Linked DNA regions of Gossypium hirsutum: region 2 is linked to region 1. Evidence: chromatin contacts called from public Hi-C data. All regions are on one chromosome and are shown on one strand. The core of a region is the stretch at or near the end of the contact, and the rest is flanking DNA. Distances in the headings are between cores, read along the strand shown. Region 1 holds the start of LOC107952810 (WRKY transcription factor 1). Region 2 holds the start of LOC107952795.

Region 1 (6,043 bases), core at 540-3,039:
CCAATGACTTGTCTTCAAATATGAGATCAGTTATAAATCAAGCAACTTTTGCTTCATCAGATTAGACAAGTCATAAATGATTAAGATGATTTTCTTACCTTTGATAACAGTTGGAGATGCATTATCTCGTCTCTCTTCAACGACAGAGACAACAAAGCCAACAGCTACAGGTGGGGTCAGCGGCTTTGCATGATCATGCTGACCAAAATAAACAGTGTCAACCATTTTCCCAGCATGTGAATGTTCCAATTGCTTTTTCACTTGGCAGTTTGGATGTGTACATCTGTAATAACTTCGAACAAATTCATTTCCTTTAACAAGTTTCTGCCCGTATTTACGCCAGTTATACCCATCCTCTGAGGCTTTCTCACGTACAATGGGACTGCTCCCATCAATACCAGGCGATGGAGAAGGAGTCAGCGATTGTTTCTTGGATGTCATAGAGTAAGCATTTCCTTGTTGCTGTGACTGTGAAGCATGGATCACAGAAATAGGAAGTGGATTTTCCTTTGATACAAGTGCAAGGGTTCCTCTCCCTTCAACAGATTGTGATGACTGAATTTTACTATCAGAGATCTGTTGCAATGCATGACTTCCAGCATCTCGGCTCTGTACTTTATCCGTACCAACTTCATCCGTTACACACTCCCCTGAAGAAACCATCTGAAGTAAAGAACCTCTTTATCACTTTAGTCACCATTAAAAAGGGCCTTGTATATATACTAAAACAGTATTGTGCCCATGACTTTATAGATATAGGAGAATAAAAAACCAGCTGGAGAACAGCTAGCCACCTTATTAATCATTAGCATTCAATTGCTTAGACTTTTAGAGAATAACCATATCATATATCGCATCAACTTGTGACTGGGCTTCCTCAGTTAAGAATTTCACAATTAACCAAACCTTTGCAGAAAACTTATGCATTTCAATTTCTCTGTATTTCTTTTTCTTTCTTTCTTCTTCTTCTTTTTTTCCTTTTTTCTTTTTTTTTTTTTTGTGTGTGTAGGTCTTCCTTATGTAGAGCATGACGGGAAATAATTCCGAATGCCAAACTAACAATTCCTAATTAAACTACTAAAGAAACGATGAAATTTATGAGGTTAATTTAATATAATATTAATTCGAAAGTTGCTTTATTTATTCACCTGAAAGAATAATTTAAACTGCCCAACTTGCTTGTATGGTTTGATATGGTTAATTTAATATAAGACTAATTAGAAAGTTCCAATTTAATTGAATGAGTATAGTTTTGCAACTTTGTCGCTCTAATACTACGGAGTTTCTCAGCAACCAAAAGTAGAAACAAATTAAGAGCTAAAATCCCCAGAAATACGGCAGCAAACGAAATTAAATTCATTCCATAACAAATAAATTAGGTGGGAGAGGGAGAGAAAGTTAAAACTGAAGAAAATAAAGAGAAAAAAAAAAGAGGAAAGTTACCTAGCTATGCAAGTGTGGAAGAGAGCATCAAGAAACCCTAAACGTAGATCAGGCGCAAAGAGCGTGATTAGAAGAGTCGATGAGAGGCGTAGATCACGCCAGAGATGGTGGTTGGAGCCGGAAAGTGAAAATCGGGGAAGTAAGTAGAGTCAGAGTGGGGGAAATAGCGATTCAGGTTGTTAAAGTCTAATCCCAATAAAATCATTAAAAAAACAAAGGAAAGAAAGAAAAGGCAAGTTAAGCAGAGGCTGGGGGAAAACTAGAATACACGCACTAACACTCATTCGTCTATATATCTGCCTTCCCCTTTTTTGTCTTGAGACGCTGTTATTGCTTGCTTTTCTTTATTTTAGTCAATGCCGCTTGCTCGAATTAATATGTAAGGATAAATTTTTATTTTATTTTTTTTTATTTTAACATTAATATATTTTTTATATTTATTTATAATCCATATTATCTATCTATAATATATAGACAAATTTTTTAACTAAATAATGTAATATTTTTTGTTTATTATATTATCGAGCTAGTTTTCTTATCCAGCAATGCACACATTCAATTATACATATTAATTAAAATATATTAAAATTATTTTATAACTTTATATAAATTTAAATTTATGATTGATATTATAAATAAATTTAAATCATTTATAATTTTACATATTCTTAATTTAATATTTTATTCAATAAAAAATAATATCTTAAATTAATATAACCCATGTGTACCCCTTAAATAATAATAATAATAACAATTTAAAACATTATTTTTTATCAAATAAAAATATCGAATTATAAAATATATAAAAATTATAGATTTATTTATAATGTCAATCATAAAATAAAAATTATACAATATATTTTAATTAATACATACAACTAAGGTCGTACATCATTTTATAATTTCATATAAATCTAATTAATACAAATTTAAAATTTTTAAACTTTTGTACTCATATTGTATTTTTATGATATTTGACAATTTTATAAGTTTTATGAAAATTTTAAATTTTAAAAGCTTGAACACGTAAAAACCTTGAGACTTAAAAAAAATGGTGAATTGAGACTTTAAAATATTAAATCCTATTAACAATAAACTTAGGAAAAATATTTATATCTGAGATGTTTTAATTTTTTTTAATCTATTAACAATAAACATATGAAAAAAAAATATTGGTTACACTAATATTTAAAATTTTATTACCATTCTTTTACAGATTTTAAAATAATATCGACATTTTTAAAAATTATAAAAAAAATAAGATAAAAGTCTAAAATAAAATGTAAAAATAATATTTACAACAATCAATAGTAGTTTAAAAATGGAAAAACTTTTAAGATAATAAAAATAAACATTAAACCATATCAATAATAGTATTAAAAATTTTAAAACTTTTAAACTAATAGTTTGATTGAATTTTAAAAAATATTTGAAAATTGCTTGAATACTCCTTACTAATTTAAAACATGTCAATTCTAATATTAAAAAGTTTTAAAGCAGTTTATCTATCTATCTATATATATATATAATATAATATAATATAATATAATATAATATAAATAGTTCTTAAATTTTCTATTTTATTTATAAAAGTGTAATAACTTTTTTAAACATATATATTTAATTTAAATTTATAAATTTGAATGTTTAAAAAATAATTCAATTGTTAAGGTATTGAAAATTGTTAAAATTTTCAATTTTAAAATAATTTTCAATATTACAAAACAAATAATTAAATGATTTAAAAAATCCTGAAAAATTGAATTAAATTTAAATATTTAAATTTCGTGTATTATATTAAATTTTAATTATGTATCTTTTAATTTTTCAAATTTAAACAATTTCAATTTTTAATCATGTATTTAAAATTTAACATAAAATATAATATATTTAAATTAATACATACAATCCCTTTCATCGCCGGAGTAAAAAAACATATATATATATATATAACAATAGTTTTTTTTTTTTTCATAAAGGGTAAGGGTAGTAGAGGTTGTCCAGTCAAAGCCACAAATCCTACTCCAATCGATTATATCACAATGGTATCTAAAATGAAATTGCTCGGGAATCATTTTATCCCTGCATCAACCACATGAACATGGCCACAACAATCATGACAAGTTTGAATAAGGCGAACTAGTCTAAGCTCACAATCTCAAAGAAACAGAGGCATCCATTGAAGCTGTCCAAAACGAGTCCATGCCTGAATCTAGGAGACAGTCCATAGAAGGATGGAGCAGAGATTAACAGTAAACCTATAAACTTGTTGCTACAAAAGGATGCAATGGAGAAGAATTATGAATCAACAAGCTTTAGACTTGGGGAAACCCCAAACCAGATCTCATTTCCTCCAACAAGAAGAATGGCACATGTCAAACAAAACTGATTTGAATCCAAACCAATCGCAGGGTTTCTAACTGTGTAGAATAGGAAGTAGATCAGTCAGCAAGAGGAGGTATCCTTCTGCAAATTTTGGTTCTCAAAGAAAACATGTTTAAATAAGAGTATGCAACTCATTTTTGTTCATTAAAGCCCCATTTCAGTGCCAGGAGATCATGGCCTTAAGATGTTGGAAAGTGGTTTAATTAGTTAAACCGCTCCATGAAAATCTGTGAAAATTGCTTAAAGAATTCAAAATCTCAACTCCAAGTTTAACCTCATTGGTTCTAAGAAATTGTACTTACAAAAGGCGTCTAGTATACTTACAATCTAAATCTCAGTATTTTCCATCTACTTCTCTCTCTCTGTTCCACTTGATCAGGATTTCCTTGAAATCCCAAAACATTGACCATGATAAAAAGAGTGCCAACAACATAAAACAATCTACTTCAATTACACATAACTAACACATCCATGCCGATACCAAAGGAAGAAACAGTAAACACCCTATACAATATTCTTAGAAACAAAAATGAACATGCCATGCAATTTGCATTAAGATGGCCAAAAAATAAAACTGTCATCTAAAAAAGAAAGTGAAACTAATTTCTGTTAACCAGAGCTAATTCTACAAGCCACAGAGTGCCCTTAAAACAGGTCAGGCACTTCGAACTATTTGGAGTTACAATATAAATATCTTTTCTTTGTGCAACCAATTGTCCTTGCCACTAATACAAGGCTGAGACCAGTTCATCTTTTGCAGCCTGTAAAAGAAAAAAAATTGAAATCTCGTTTCAAGTGTAGCAGGCAGGAATGCGTGGTGCATGCCTAAAGTTTTTGGTGCATGTATGTGTACGTGTATCTATCAATTTTATAAGCAAACACATTTAGCCAATTGTCAGAGAATTACCTCCAGAAAATACATGACAACGGTTCCACTTTTATGCTACAACACTATTATCACCCTGCTGTGCAAGATCCTCAGTGTTTTCGTGAGACAACTGTGGAGCAACCTCTACTTCCTCTTTTACCATTTGTTGATCACTGTGAACAGCATCAGAGGGTTGTGACTCGCTGACCTTATCGGTTGCACCATGAATTTGTGCTTCATTAACATCAGTGGCCACTAGTGTTTGGGGACCATTGATCCCATTAGTAGCATTACAACCTTGTGAGTCTTCGGGCTTGTTAGTTTCATTATGAATTTCTAAATCGGTATTACCATTGGTTGCATCAGGTAGCTCAAATGACTGTGGAATAACCTCTTCTACTGTTTTGGCAGTTTGCAAATCATTTTCACCAATAGAATTAAGCATATTCGAGTTGTCAGCCTCATTACTTGCATCACAAAAGTGTGAGGCATCAATCCCATCAGTTGCATCATGAAGTTGCATGTCATCAACTTTATGCGGTGTATCCAATAGCAGTGCAGCTTCACCTTCAAGAACTGTAAGTGGCAAATGATCTACCTCATCATTCGTGTGATGCGGATGTAATTGATCCACCTCAACCATGCCACAATACTGAGACTCATCCTCACTAGCTCCGTGACCTTCCATGGGATCATTACTACGCCTCCGTTTCCCAGTACCCTTTCTTCTCACTCTCTCCTTCCCCCTAGTCCTTTTGCCAAGTTCAGTTCCCACAATAGGTGACAAAACAATTGTACCTCCAACTTGGTCTCTCAAGCATTCTTGTGCAATAGACCTAATCCTGGAAATTGATTCAAACTGCTCAGGCAGCAGTCCTTTCAAAGGGAAAGTTTCGGCTAAGTATGAAATTTCCCGTACACCACCAATCTGTTTCATCAAAAAGAAAAAGAAAAGAGATGTACACATGAAATTTTCTGGGGACAGGACATAGACAATAGTTAACTAGTTAAGTATAGCCTTACTGTTCTCTGAAACTCTGAAGAGAGAGAAATAGGTCTCCCTACAACTTTACGAGTAATTCTCAAATACCACACCATGTATTCATTTTCATCTGCATCATCATCACCATCCACAATATGGAGTGCACGATCTGCCCATTCATTAAGTTCTGATTCCATTTTCCCAGACAAGTCCACACCACCATCAACTCCACGGCTTTTTCTTACCCATTGTGGCACATCTTCTGGGATAGGTTGTAGCATGCCATATTGCCTTAGGACACGATTAGGAAGGTGCCTTTCTGCCTTGTCAAAGCATATCAACATCGTTTTAGACCTCCCCAAAAC
Region 2 (6,011 bases), core at 2,793-5,292, 670 kb before region 1:
TTAGTTACTACAATGCTATGCTTGAATGACTTGTATCTCCCTGGATATTAGAATGCCGAGTACCACCTTATTTAGGTAAAAAAATCTGATATTACAACTATTACTCAATTACGCAACAAAACTTAAACGTTGCACTAATCTCTCAAACTATTGAGTTATTCTGATTAGGAATCTTAGAAAAATAAAGTTATTTATCTTATCTCCATCTTCGGCACTTTTAACTTCTTGCCTTGCCCACAAAGGCATCTATGACATGTTTGGCTTACAAATGCATTGGATATAAAGTAATATACATATGCTAGGAATTGGCATAGTACTAATGAAGTAACAAGCAGTACTTGGAACCAATAAGCAATGGTTATTTTAACTACTTGTGCAGTATAAATAGTAGCAGACCTGGAGTGGAGTATGTCCAAGTAATTCACGCAGGGGCCTCACGCTAGACAATGGGTGTTCAGGAGGGAACTCACACACAATTTGATTCAGCAACTGCCAAAATGGAATGAAAATATCAGAACAGTGTCCCCGGGCATCAGAATATACGTGGCTCAAAGGTGAAAAACTTTGAGTCTATGCATCTAGATTAGGACTTACTTCAGCTTGACGCCCAGCATGAAGTCGGACACCAGATGCATCATACATCACCTGCATGGATTGGAAACTCGTTGACCATACTCCACATATGAATAACTAATAAGCATGTAAATTATTTTTTTATTGAGAACTATTTTCAAGTTAACATTAGAAGTTCAGGGAATTAAAAAAAAAAAATGAGCATCAATGTCAATGCAGTACAAAGATTTTGATAAAAACCTTGACTCCATATTTCAGGCTCTCCCAAAACATGGCCACGTTGGTCTTCCAAACACAGAGCATATGAAAATTGAGGTACTTAACACTAACCTTATAGCATAAAGCTGAATATCAGGTTTTGTCTTCATGCTTTCCTATTCTCTGTTTTTAAGTCATCTAAGCAAGAAGCAAATACCTAAAGTAGCAACAATAGACTCAAATCTACCAGAATTATGATATAATTTACTGCATATACAAACTTCTCTTGAATCGTCCTCCTAAAATATAACTTTAAGCGGATTTTCTAGAAAGCATATTCTTTAAGCAGCTAAAAAGAATCCCAAGCCTCCTAAAAAGCTAAAAGAAAACCATAGGTATTTGGGATAAAGGCTCACTTCACCACTGAACTTATATAACCGCTATTTCATGCTAAGATCCAATTTCATTTAGCTAACAACAGAACTTCGTATCCAGTTTCATTCAAAAATTTACTACAGAACAAAAATACTTGTCAAATATTTACTTTCCAAAATAATTATGAATCAGTCTCAACTTGATACAGACATCAAAAACCAATCTCTTAACATCATTATCACTCAAACTAGTTGGAACAAACTAAAATCTTTTGGAAACAAGATAAAATAAAATAAAAATGTTGCAAAATAAATAAATAAATACCCACAAAGTGCTGTAGAATGTGTCAAGAAGACGTAGGATATGTACTATAATTTGTTAGAATGAAGAATTGCTACGCGACTGCTGAATACAGAAAGGAAAGAGAAGGACAAAGTGTAGCAAAGATTCTCTGGAAGAATGAGAAAAAACCATAGAGATCAACATTGTTAAAGGACATGCTGGCAGCAGTGGTGAGGTCTATAGCCATGGCATCAATAAGAGGGAAAAGGAATGGGAGAGAAAAGAAAATTGAAAGTAGGGACTGCCACCAGCAGTATTCCTGTGCCAACAAGAGTGAAAGGGTTCAAGTGAGAGAGACGTTTGTCTCTGTTTCTTTTCATTAACTATTTTTCTGAATTAGATTGCAAAAGGCTATATTCTCATAAATGTTGTACATGAGAATGTCATAACAAGGAAATGAAAAGTTAGGAAGCACATACAACACATGCCAGAACAACTGCAATAGCAAAAGCCGGTCCTCCCATTCCATCCTGCAAACCTATAGCAACTGCAAGAGCTGTCACAGTTGCAGAGTGTGATGATGGCATCCCACCTGAATCAATCATCCTCTTAGAATCCCATCTCCTTTCTTTAAACCTGAGCATCTAGGAGAAACAAGTTCAAAATTTTGAGCTACTATTCACAAGCCACTGAACTTTCTATTAGAACAAAAATAAAAAAATCTAGTACATTCATGATCAAAAAAGAATAAATATACTAGCTATGCAGGAGAAAAAAAGAACCATGCATATACACTACAAACTTAAAAGTAAAACCCAAAGGCTAAAACAGAACAAACTTTAATTTCCAGAACCAGGGATGTATTTGTAACTTTTACTTCCAAGGGCAGTATAGTGATTCCCCATTAGAGTCCTCTCATGGGTCTTTGTTTAAGTGAAGTCCTCAATCATATTTGATTTGGTGAAGGACTGCTTTAAATTATTACAAAGTCTCTCATATAAAGTTACTAAGGTCATTACTGGCTTCATATCATAAATGTCCACAATGAGACACTATACCTTTAAAGTTATTCCTTGCTATTAATGTTGCCCACATGTTTAACAACTCTTGTCAGCAAGGAGACTCAATAGTTTCTCTAGCCTTACTTCTCTTCGTTTTCCACAATATTTATTTGTGTGAAATACCTACCTGCCCTACTATCCAACTTGTTCCTTCATGGGTGGAAAACTTTAGAAAGAAAATATCTACCTTATAATGGTCCTAACTCCTAATTTCAAGATTGCAAATATCATGAGAATCTATCATCTTGAAAAATGAAGACTCTGGCTTTACTTGCACACAAGGAAGAAAAGCAAGCATGGGAGCCCTTTGATAAGGTTGCAACTGCAGTTTTTGGAATTTATATATAGGAGAGACACTGAAATGAAGGGGGTAAAGAAAAACCTCTAAGCCTAGACCACCAAGATTGTGAGATATGATGAGCTTAAAATGAGATGAAGCATATTCTTGCTTTACAATTCAATTCAAACACGTAAGTACAATACCGAGGGAAAAATAAGATGAGGTATATTCTTGCCTTGAAATTCAATTCAAACCCATAATTACAATACTAAGGGAACCATTATCATATGCTTTCAATGAATCGGAGTCCATTGAAGTTATAGAAGCTAGAAATACAGTACCAGATCCCTTATTCACAATGCAACCAGATAAGGCACGTTGGTAAACATTTTAGTCACCAATGATCAATCATCAAAACTGCCCCTATGAGACATTAAATAAAACAAGTCACCAAAAAAAGAATCAAAACAAGGGTTCCCTAACTAGAGCTAAACAAGTTCTTAGCAGTCAGGGGCAATTGATTAACTAATAAACCAACATTTCTATTTTAAATTCTCACGGTAACTAGTTATGGGTTTTTCTAATGAGCAATTGATGGTTAAAGTGTCTCAAAAGCCCTAACCAAAATCAATGATATTCCAAGATACGAGTTCCCAACTTTCGCTTCAAACAACAATAAAGTAACGATTCGCCAAACTTGCAAAAACTGGAATTTGAATTTAATTGAATTTAGTATATTTAATTAAATGCCCAAGAAAATGAGCAAGAAGAAAGGGGAAATACAGAGATTAAGAAAGAACGAACCAATTGGTAAAGAGTTTGAGAAACTGGGCGAGAGCGAAAGCGAGGAAGGCCGTGAGGAGAGGGAGGTTATTAGGAAGCAGATTCGACGACGGAGACGACGCAAATGATGTCGCTCCATCTCCTCTCAGCGAGCTCGAATCCGCTGCCATCATCACCTCGTTCATATCCTTTTTTAACTTGCCTTCAATAAAAGCTTTGGATCTCTGAGTGTGAGGAAGTCTGGTTGATCTGGATTTGTCAAAGCCTGGCAACCAAAGGCAACAACGATTCAGCGAATTAGCAGCGAAATGAGAAGGAGGAGAAGGTGCAACGATTGTTCCTCAACAAGAATAGGCCCACTTCAGGGCTGGTGTATTTTGGCGCTTACTGTATTGTTTATTGGGATTGAAGGTGGATTAGTGGAGAAGAAACGAAGAAATGATTACTGTTTTTAACTTCGGGTTTGTCGCTTTTTTTTTTTCTTCTAACTCTCTTAACCGGTGTAGGGCTTGGATTGGGATAAATATAAAATTGGTATATGGGTTAAATATAAAATTAGTATTTAAATTTATTCATTTACTCTAAATTGATATTTATAGTTTTTTTTTTTGTTCTAGAATGATATCGAACTTTTTTCTTCTATTATATTGATACTCAAACCTATCACTATACTTTTTTACTGATGTGGCATCGCTGACCACTCACATGGTGCCACATATCATCCTCTTTATACCTTTTTTTTAAATAATTTTCCCTTATTTTCATTTTCCTTTTTAAATAATAACCTAATGACTAAAATAAAGTTGAGAATCTTCGGTATTCTTTATATTTTTAAATTTTCATTTGTTTTATTGCAAATTCTTGCAACTATATTCTCTTTTTTAAGGAGGAGAAGATCGCCATCTCTAGACGTTTTCTTGGTCCCTGTTGACTTAACACAAGTGGATCTTGTCCAAACCTTGGTCGCTTTGTTGTCCGATCTTGTTTCTTGCTTGTCTAACCATGTTTTCTTCTTTCAACGAGGAATTCCCAATCTTTGGTCCAAAATATTGAAAATTTCCCTATGGTTTTGGAGTATTTAAGGGAATCAAGGTCTGGTTCCTCGTCGAACTTGCCACCAATAGCCATATTGTGCTTCCAGGAAGTCTAGTTGTTGTTGTATAGGTCCAAGATACTACTTGATTATTGCCCTCAATCTAGTAAGTTATGGCTTTTTGCTTCAAAGCCATTCAATTTCAAGCCATTTCCACGATTTGAGTGGTTAAGGATCAGTTATCACAGATGGAGATTAAGAACGTCGAATGGAACGAACAACTGCCAACGTTGAAAGCGGCATTGGAAGCAATACTGATAGTGAAAATAAATGAAATCATATTGACGACAAACTATGTTGCACTGTCTGTAAAGAGCAACGTTTACTACCACTGTGTTTAAAATTACTGGCTAAAGCACAATTTAACACTCATTTGAAGAAAATCATGAAAAGGAAAAGATTTGGGTGGGGATTTGTTTTTTACAAATTAAAAAAAAACACTGATTCAAAGAAAAATGTTGAAAACCCAGAACTGGAAATATCAAAAATTAGTTTTTTTCTTAAAAAGCCAAGAAAAAAAAACCCAAGAACCTGACGTCAATTCTTGTTACAGTTGGCCCTTACACTAGGAGATGAATAAGACTGAAGAAGAAATATGAAGAAGATAAGGGTAGGAAAAAGAAAAAAAGGAGAAAAGAAAAAAAATGATGAAAAAGAAAATAGAAATATTGAAATTTTTGAATGTTGTCACCAACAGAATGAGGGAAATAGGGAAAAATTACAGAAACAATGTTTGGAGATATCTGTAAAAATCTCTAATTATCTTGAACCAAAAAAGGTATTTGTTGTCATAAGTGTAGGTCAAAAGAGCAAATTTAAGGAGCGGGACAAATGAAATAAGGTGGAGTGGCATGATGGATGCTGGACCAATACGGACAGAAACACGATAAAGAGCACATCCATGTATACACTTTCGGAGCTAATGGATTAATCCGACAACAATACTTGATTTTTTTTTCTAAGATAAACTTTTGTATAATATTGTATTTCAATATACTCATATGTAGTTTAGGGTTTAATTTTATTTAAATTGACTAAGAAAATAATTCGAACACTTTGAAATTCAAGAAGAGAGGTCAAAAAAGAGCCGGTATCGCTACACAGACCTTCCATGTCGCGACACCACTTATAGGTTCAAGAAATCAAGTAATTCAGCTAGATGTCATGACAAAGCACCTCTGTGTAACATCCCAAAATAGGGCCCAGTCGGAACAGTGGTTTCGGGACTACAAAATCGATGTTGAAATATTTATTTTATGATTATTATGAGGTCTAGCATATGAAAATATGCATATGTTAAAGTTTCATGAGGAAATTCTATGAGTAAGGTGTCCAATTGGAAAATAAGGACCAAATTGAATAAATT

The links. Hi-C and Micro-C count contacts between places; a contact is called where the count stands out from the background.
Region 2: a contact with region 1 is called in a Hi-C map of leaf, with 2.2 times the contacts expected there. The contact joins the promoter of LOC107952795 here to the promoter of LOC107952810 in region 1. A contact is called at or near these places in 2 of 34 Hi-C or Micro-C datasets (both in leaf).

The regions. Positions count from the first base shown.
Region 1 is chrA07:64,705,896-64,711,938 of Gossypium_hirsutum_v2.1, reverse strand. LOC107952810 (WRKY transcription factor 1) reads right to left here and starts at 1,789. Exons shown (of 5, transcript XM_016887994.2): 1 at 1,444-1,789; 2 at 99-663; 3 at 1-12. The coding sequence starts at 663. It overlaps LOC107952807 (protein MAIN-LIKE 2-like), which reads right to left. Exons shown (of 7, transcript XM_016887990.2): 5 at 5,720-6,043; 6 at 4,736-5,624; 7 at 4,261-4,589. The coding sequence ends at 4,767.
Region 2 is chrA07:65,382,988-65,388,998 of Gossypium_hirsutum_v2.1, reverse strand. It overlaps LOC107952795, which reads right to left and starts at 4,042. Exons shown (of 7, transcript XR_005930084.1): 1 at 3,941-4,042; 2 at 3,574-3,817; 3 at 1,908-2,064; 4 at 595-645; 5 at 397-489.